Regions from separate parts of the Ovis aries genome. Here all the other regions are linked to region 2. The links are chromatin contacts, called in public Hi-C maps. All regions are on one chromosome and are shown on one strand. Each heading gives the region's core, a stretch centred on a gene start, on an enhancer-like site or on the middle of the called end of the contact. The rest is flanking DNA. Distances are from core to core; before and after follow the strand shown. Region 1 has its middle 43 kb from the start of FAS. Region 2 holds the start of CH25H (cholesterol 25-hydroxylase). Region 3 holds the start of IFIT5 (interferon induced protein with tetratricopeptide repeats 5).

Region 1 (2,700 bases), core at 21-2,520, 220 kb after region 2:
TAGCACTCCTACTGAGAACCCCCCTTTTACCCTCTTAGCAAGGGTCCTCCTCCCAACTACATCTTTGTCAATTCAGGGAAACCTGATCCTACCCCAGGCTCAAGATTGCACCACATGGATTTAGCCAACCAGAACGTCTTGCCCCCTTACATAACTGTTGTCCTTCCTGGATGTTGTGATACACAGATAGGTCCAAGGAGCTTGTTGCTCTCAGTCTGACAAATAGATCGATATGAAGATGGTAAAGCCAAGAGAATCGTGGGAAATCATGACTGGAGGCACTGGAATAGATTAGTGCTTAATGGGACCAGTTGCTCAGTCATGTCCGACTCTTTTCAACCCCATGGACTGTAGCCTACCAGGCTCCTCCCTCCATGGGATTCTCCAGGCAAGAGTACGGGCGTGGGTTGCCATTTCCTTCTCCAGGGGATCTTCACGACCCAGGGATCGAACCCGGGTCTCCCGCATTCCAGGCAGACGCTTTAACCGCTAAACCCACCCTATCTCTGAACTGCTAGTAAAATATGCCAGTCAATTTACATTTTGCTTATGCATCTCAGTTGGATTTTTTTTTTTTATTACTATCTGCCAAGGTATAGAGTCAGGCACCATGGCATATACTTCATACATGTTTAATTTATTCATCATAAAACTCCAAAATACTGAAACAATTTTCCCATTTTACAGATGAGGAAACTAAGTCTCAAAGACATTAAAATATGCATTTCTGCCCTTATGGAGAAAATAAACATTTAATCCCAGATCTGTAGGTCTCTAGATGTATCACAATAATAAAACTCAGGTCCACTTGGGAAATCCTATAGTCCCTGTTCTTCTATTCTTATCAAAGGACTCTATGTAACTGAAAACAACTTGAGTGTTAGTTGTAGCTTAAAAATGTAAAACAAAACATTGTTTCTGATCACCTAATGCCAAAATTGGGGCCTTAGGGTTAAACTAGAATTGTAAGCAGCTTCTGGAGGGCCACGCCCTCCCAATCTGAACAAATAGCAATGATCCACAACACACTTTAAAAGGAAAACGAAAAGGCACAGCCAGGCTAAAGAATAAGAAACCCTTCCTTGCTAGAAGAATGGAAAACAGCTGCAAGATAATTAATGACCTGGACACAAGCCAAAGCCTTGTGAGATCAATGCCTGGAAAGAAAGTAGGGTTTGTTCATGGGTTTAGTCAACAATAAATATGCCCCACTTGAGGCTGAGGACAAAAGCCAGCCTCTCTTCTTAAAATCCAGGAATGAGGCAGAGCTTTCTGACTGGTGAAAGAAAGCTAAACAGAACTTCTGCCAAACATGGCCCGGGACTATGGCTTCTATGCAGTTGTGGAGTTTGAGAGCTAGGAAGTCCTAGGTACAATAGCTACATGACATGGAACTGAGCCAAGCTGCCCCTAGACGCGTGACTGAGAACTGTTGTTGTTCAATTGCTAAGCTGTGTCCGACTCTTTGTGACCCCATGGACTGCTGCACACCAGGCTCCTCTGAAAATGTGACGCTCTAATGTCACCAAGGACTGTGAGTTGCATAACACATCTATAAATCCAGTCTCAGAACTGAGGACTCCGGAAGCCCTGATAAAAGAAGCCACGAAACTACTAGACAAACGAGACTGCCGAGAAAAGGGCGGCGGGGGGCGGGGGGCGGGGTGGGGTGGGGCGTATCCATTACGGAGCTCAAAAATACGAAAAGAAAATCCTTCCAGAAGAGCCACACTTCAAAATCAGTATGAAATTGCTTCAGTGAAAGTTAACAAAGCAATTCTAAACAAGACTTTAAAATAACTATAAGATCCTCTTCTCTAGAAGGAGATCGATGGTGGAATAAAATCTATTAAACTCTAATACATTGCCAATGAAGAACAAGCATAAATGAGATAAGTACAAGAGAAAATGCGAAAGAAGCACTTAGAAATGTTAAGAATGAAAAATGTAGAGAATAAAATACATACCTAAGTAGATAGAATACTCCAACCTGATTAGTAAGAAAAAAATAAAGAGAATGATGAGGAATTTCCCCCAACTGCAACATCTAGAGACAAATATATTAAAAATAAAAGAGTAAAAATTAGATATGCAAAAAAGTTCACCAGATAATACTAAGAGTTTCAAAAGAAACTCTTGTGAAGGAGAAAATAGCTGAGAATTTTCCAGACAGAACAAAAACTACAGCCCTATCTTTCTGATAAAAATTCTATGCTTATTACATAGGTTAAGTAAAAATAAATCTTCACTGAAGCTCATTATAGTGAAATAGCAGAATACCAAGGAAAAGGTAGGGAAAAGTTTAAAACTTATCAGAGTTAAAAAATAAATATTATCTTTGAAGGAATGATATTTAGACCAACAGTAGACATTCCTTCAGCAGCAATAAATGTAAGAAGACAATAGATTAACATTTTCAAAGAAATGAGGGAAAATTGCAAGTATCCTAACATAAAATTCTGTGCTCAGATAAAATACCTTTCAGGAGTAAGTATGGAAAAAATTTTAAACTGTATTGGTGCTATAACTTATCTAGACAGCTGTGCAGAAACTGATTCGATCGCTAAAAATTTCTGATCAAATCAGAGTTAGGAGCGCTCTGTGTGCATGCCAATGAGAAAGACCAAGCTGTTTGTGTAAGCAAGTCTCACTGCTTCTCTAAATGACCTTTTCCTTCCAGCTCACAGGTGATGCTCTTCC
Region 2 (2,700 bases), core at 35-2,534:
GGGTCACACACACCCCACCGCCTCCCGGCCCAGCCATGACCCATCTGAGCTCTGCTAATACCGACTTTCTCAGGCTCAGTCGTGGCCAGCTGACCACGGCTGATGGTGGAGAAACGCAGAGGTGGGGGTGGCCTCGCCGTTGCGCTCGCAGCACCAGGGATGGTTTGGGGGATGGCGGGGTCAAGGACGTGGGGCAAGTTGGCGTCGCGGAGCCAGCAAAGGGAAGGGCTAGGAGGGCGCGACATCATCTGTTCAATCAACAGCCTCCCTGTAGGCTTCAGGGAACGCAAAAATATTCCCATTTCCCCCTCAAAGTGGGTGGTTTACTGATTGCACTGCTTTCATCCCAAATGAGATGCAGCGGCTTTTAGCCAGATTTGGATCGGCAGGCTCTGGACGTTAAATCCAGCCCTTGACTTTTTTTTTTTTTTTTTTCCGGTAACGCGAAGGCTAAAAGTCGCTGTCCCCTCTCTCGCCGCTGTGCCTCCCGGTTCCCGTCTCTGCTTTGGGTGACTCGGGCGCACCGCGAAGGGACGACCCTCCGGCCGGGTTTTGGCGGGGGTGGGGGCTCCTTCGAGGAAGTCTGCGCGCGGTAGGGTCTGGAGCTTTCCGCGAGCCCGCCCGGGAAAGATACGGGAACTGGAGGAGGTTCCCGACCCGCTACCTTCCCGGCTGATTTTCTGCGCAGATCGCCACGGCTCGCGGCTATCGACCTGCGCGGTTCCGTCTAAGAAAGGTTAGTTTGCGGATCGCTGCTAGTTAGATCAATAGAGCGCGCCAGCAGAAAGAAAAGATCCGAAATAGGAAAGGTATGTCGCTTTTTAAAGATTTTTTAAAAAATGCAGCCACATTTGTGTCTTTATTAAAACACACAGACACAATTTAATGTATGTATAAAAACACAAGTACTTCTGCCTTGACTGCAAAGGAGCTGTTTCTGGTGATGATGGAAATATTCTCTCTTGTTTAGGGATGGTGATAACCCGTAAACTGAGTTGTCAAAACTCGTAGAAACTCTGCACTGAAGTTCTGTGCATTGTATCGTGTATAAATTTTATGTCCCATAGACATAGAAATTACTACGTGCCATTGCGTAATTGCATATCTGAATGCCATTGAACGCAGCTGTACTTGAGTATTTTTAGCAACTAAGCGCAATTCTGTCGGGTTATTTATCTTTGCAAGCTCCGCGAAGACGGGAAAGGGAGGAAAAACGGCGGCTGACATCACGGAGGGCGGGTCGAAAGCCCTAAGAAAAGCCTGAGGACCGGAGCAGCCGCGCTGCTCTACACAGCCTCGCCATGAACAGCCACAACCGCTCCGAGCTCCACGTCCTCTGCAGCTCTGGCCAGCTGCTCCTGCAGCCCCTCTGGGACCGCCTGAGGGCCTGGGACGCTCTCATTCAGTCGCCCTTCTTTCCTGTCTTCTTCTCCATCACCACCTACGTGGGCTTCTGCCTGCCCTTCGTGGTGCTGGACGTGCTGTGCCCCTGGGTGCCCACGCTGCGGCGCTGCAAGATCCACCCGGACTTCTCGCCGTCTGCGCGGCAGCTGCTGCCCTGCCTGGGGCAGACGCTCTACCAGCACGTGGTGTTCGTGTTCCCCATGACGCTGCTGCACTGGGCTGTAAGCCCGGCCCTCCTGCCCGCCGAAGCCCCCGAACTGTTCCAGCTGGTGAGCCACGTGGTGCTCTGCCTGCTGCTCTTTGACACCGAGTTCTTCGTGTGGCATCTGTTGCATCACAAGGTGCCCTGGCTATACCGGACCTTCCACAAGATGCACCACCAGAATTCGTCCCCGTTCGCGCTGGCCACGCAGTACATGAGCGTCGGGGAGCTCTTTTCCTTGGGTTTCTTTGACATGATGAACGTCTTGCTGCTCCAGTGCCACCCTCTCACCGCCCTGACTTTCCACGTGGTCAACATCTGGCTGTCGGTGGAGGACCACTCCGGCTACGACTTCCCCTGGTCCACGCACAGACTGGTACCTTTCGGGTGGTTTGGGGGCGTGGCACACCACGACCTGCATCACTCCCAGTTTAACTGCAACTTCGCGCCTTACTTCACACACTGGGACAAAATACTGGGAACTCTGAGGTCTGCTCACACCAAGTAACGTGCACGCATCCCTCCCGGCATAGTTCGTGCCGCCGTGAGGCGTGGGTGCACCTCAGACCTGGGACATTTCACACTTGAATCGGGAGAGACACGCTTGAGGTGGACTTGAGGTGGTTTTATTTTGTTGTTTCTTTTTCCCGTGGGTAACTTATTATCTGCTAGAAACTTACAGAGAAAATCTGATGTGTTTTTCAAACTCTAATAAGGTAATTTATTGTAATGTTTGTATATCAGCAGTTGTATTCTTGATGTGGAATTCTAACTCACTTCAATAGCCTTGATTTCTGGGTATAAAGCATCCAAAACCACTGGCATATGTAAATAATCTCTTAAAAGATTTGTTTGTAGAACAAGGAATTTTACTATGTTTGAAGGTGTCCTAGAACTAGGCTAAAAGAATATATTTTTATGGAGCATCTGATCTCTGTAAAAATGAAGCATGGTCCTGCTGGACAGTGACTCAGATTATTGTACTTTAAAAAAATATTTTTGTAGACTTGTATATTTATATTGAAATAAATGTTATTTGTGCTTGAAAAAGAGTGAAGCACCTAAAGGCAACAGGTACTGGCTTCTGTCATTTT
Region 3 (2,700 bases), core at 4-2,503, 140 kb before region 2:
GTGTGTGTGTGGTGGGGAGTTGTTTTATTGTGTTTGTTTTTTTGCCAGGGAGGAGCAGTCTTTCCTTTTCCTTGGTAGACAGTGCCCAGTGGGGTTCACCCCTCTTCTACCCATCCACCAGACACTCGCAGGGCACCACCGGCCTTTTCCTCCCTATACCTCCCACATCCCTCCTTTCTTACAAAGGGTAGAAGTAAGGCATTTATTAAACATTTTTAAACGTAACAAAAGTCAACATCTGCAAATATATGAGCTGGGCATTCAGCAGCAACCGTTTCCACAGTCCTAAGAGATGGATGCCATCACGTTTTACAGACAAGAAACAGCTTCACCGAGTTGAAGAAACTTTGCTTTGGGTTACCCAACTAGTAGGTGGTCCGAGTCAGGATTTAGAACAAAAGGCTGTAAGGCCTGCAGAGCCCACCATCTGAACCTCCTCAGGCCTCAGCTTCCTAAATGCAGACCGTTCACCATCCCCGTGCAGGGTAGGGGACCAGATGAAAAGGGGTCAGCCAAGGACCCCCACCACAGGCCAGTCTCGGAAACGGAGAAAGCAAGCCCCACAAAACGGGGGATGGGGTGGAGCCGGAACAATGTGTCCACGGTACAAAGGAGGGGGGAGAAGTCAGACCCAAGAATCAGAAAGGCAAAATGGCAGAAGCGGACGCGTGTGACGCGGGGGCCGCGGCCTGCGGGGACCTGCACCGCAGAAGCTCCCGCACCGGCCCGGGGGCGGCGGCGACCGGAGCCGCAGGGAAGTGACAAGTCCCCGGGGCGCATCGCCCCTGCCCCCCCCCCCCCGCCGCCCCCCGACTCGGCCCGAGAGTCCGATCGCGGATGCCTGGGACGTGCCGGAAGGGTCCACTCGGCCACCCTCCCCGGCAGGCCCACCTTCAGCCGCCCCGGACCCGGACCGGGCTCCCAGGCGGGGAGCGCCCCCAAAGCCGACGCCCGGCGGCCGGGCTCCGGGGCTCGGCTCAAGGGCCGCAGCGCTGCCCTGCAAACGGAACACGAGAGAAAGGCGTGTAAATCAAAGGCCACAGGGAGCTGGGGAGGGGGCGGGGAGAGGCCCTTACCTCATGGCGGCAGGGCTCTGCTGCGGTTCCGGGAGGTGCAGGTCCCTTCGGGCTTTCTCCTCGCCCTCCGCTCCTTTGCGGCTGAGCGGCGGCGCGCGGGCGTGGGCGTGGGCGCGCGGGCGCGCGGGCGAGGTGACCGCAGCGCGAGGCCCGCGCACGGGGGCGGCCGTCTTTGTTAAAGGGCGGGAGCGGGAAAGGGAAACTAGAAAGTGAATCTGATCCCCGACTAGGCGGAGTCCAGCTCCGGGAAACAGAAACTTCTGGAAGAGCTGAGTGGGGGCGCCCCCCGGCCGGGCTGAGGAACCGCTGTGAGAGGTGTGCGCAGCGCGGGGACGTTCTGGGTGGAATTTGCAGCTGGGCCTTGAGACCTTGGTCTTGGCTGCTCAGCTGCCTTTTTGAGTCCACGTGCCTTAGCTTTTTGCGGGGTGGTTGTTATTTGTTGGATTTTTTTTTTTTTTTCCCTTAGCTAAGATGACTAGAGATATTTCAGCGTTATTTTTGTTGGGTGGCACCCGATGCGCTTTATAGCTTTGTGCATCCTAGGCTAAAACTCAAGTCTTGACTCAACAAACACAAGTGCAATGCCGTGCACTTGTGCCGTGATTTTCACTGGGTAAACCTAGAGAAATTTGGGGGCCAAAACGTGTATATATTCAAAATTTTGGTAGCTATTCCAGGTTCGCTTTGCAAAGAGGTTTTTATACCCCACCCACAATTCTATGAAAATTCCCTTCCCTTCCATGCCCTTGACAACTGAGCTTCCTATAGTAAGGTCCTATAATACTATTATAATAATCTATAGTAAGGTCCCATCTTTATGATGGGGTTGGCTTCCCCTGGTAGCTTAGATGGTAAAGAATCCGGCTTCAATACAGGAGACCTGGGTTCGATTCCTGGGTAGGGAGGATCCCCAGGCGAAGGGAATGGCAACTCACTGCAGTATTCTTGCCTGGAGAATCCCCATGGACAGAGGAGCCTGGCGGGCTATGGCTATAGTCCATGGGGTCACAAAGAGTCAGCGTTAGCAGTGCAGAGTCTTAGCCACTGGACTACCAGGGAAGGCCCCTCAATAGGTTTTATTAAACGACTGCTAAGAGCTAGACATTGTTCAAGGCCCTGTCAGTATAGCCTGGAATAAATCAGACAAGGGACAAGCCCTCCCCCCTCCTCCCCCCTCACACTGTCTGATGCATTTTATTCCTGATTATGCACAGGGTGGAGATAATTCTCAAACTTTGAGAAAAGTGTTCATCGTCACAGAGTTTAAAAGGCACAAGTTTATCACTTTTATGCCTTGGCAAAATGCCGTGCTAGGCACTTTGTTTTTCAAATGAATGGACAACAATGTACAGTTTTTGCTAGGTGTCTATTAGTTTAAATAATGCTGACTTTGGCTTTGCAAGAAAAGGGGCCTTATACCTAAAGCCAGTTCTTGCTCCTTCAGAATTAAGTTAAGCGTGGCTAACTAACAGTGTAGGTCCAGAACTGCAGTTAGCTGTGCATTTGTGATTTTGTTACACTTGTTTGTTTGGAGTTAATTTCTAGTGTGAGAGGTGAAGGTAAATAACAGAATATTTTATGTCAGATTGTGCTATGGAGAAAAAGTAGAGAGAGGGTTGGTGTT

The links. Hi-C and Micro-C count contacts between places; a contact is called where the count stands out from the background.
Region 1: a contact with region 2 is called in a Hi-C map of retroperitoneal adipose tissue, with 4 times the contacts expected there. The contact joins the enhancer-like site here to the promoter of CH25H in region 2. A contact is called at or near these places in 8 of 16 Hi-C or Micro-C datasets (blood, hypothalamus, liver and 4 more).
Region 3: a Hi-C map of tail adipose tissue shows a contact between it and region 2, with 2.5 times the contacts expected there. The contact joins the promoter of IFIT5 here to the promoter of CH25H in region 2. A contact is called at or near these places in 2 of 16 Hi-C or Micro-C datasets (both in tail adipose tissue).

The regions. Positions count from the first base shown.
Region 1 is chr22:10,548,896-10,551,595 of ARS-UI_Ramb_v3.0, reverse strand. No RefSeq gene overlaps it. Among named protein-coding and RNA genes, the nearest start is that of FAS, 43 kb to the right of the region's middle. Within about 2 kb of position 1,270, at least 18 of the 54 cell types and tissues checked have an H3K27ac peak or open chromatin away from gene starts, as enhancers often do. A contact at or near this core is called in hypothalamus, where this site is marked.
Region 2 is chr22:10,770,178-10,772,877 of ARS-UI_Ramb_v3.0, reverse strand. CH25H (cholesterol 25-hydroxylase) reads left to right here and starts at 1,284. Exons shown (of 1, transcript XM_012102514.4): 1 at 1,284-2,677. The coding sequence starts at 1,302. The coding sequence ends at 2,114.
Region 3 is chr22:10,906,321-10,909,020 of ARS-UI_Ramb_v3.0, reverse strand. IFIT5 (interferon induced protein with tetratricopeptide repeats 5) reads right to left here and starts at 1,253. Exons shown (of 2, transcript XM_027960580.3): 1 at 1,077-1,253. The coding sequence starts at 1,081. LOC132658444 (a long non-coding RNA gene) reads left to right here and starts at 1,329. Exons shown (of 2, transcript XR_009598097.1): 1 at 1,329-1,391.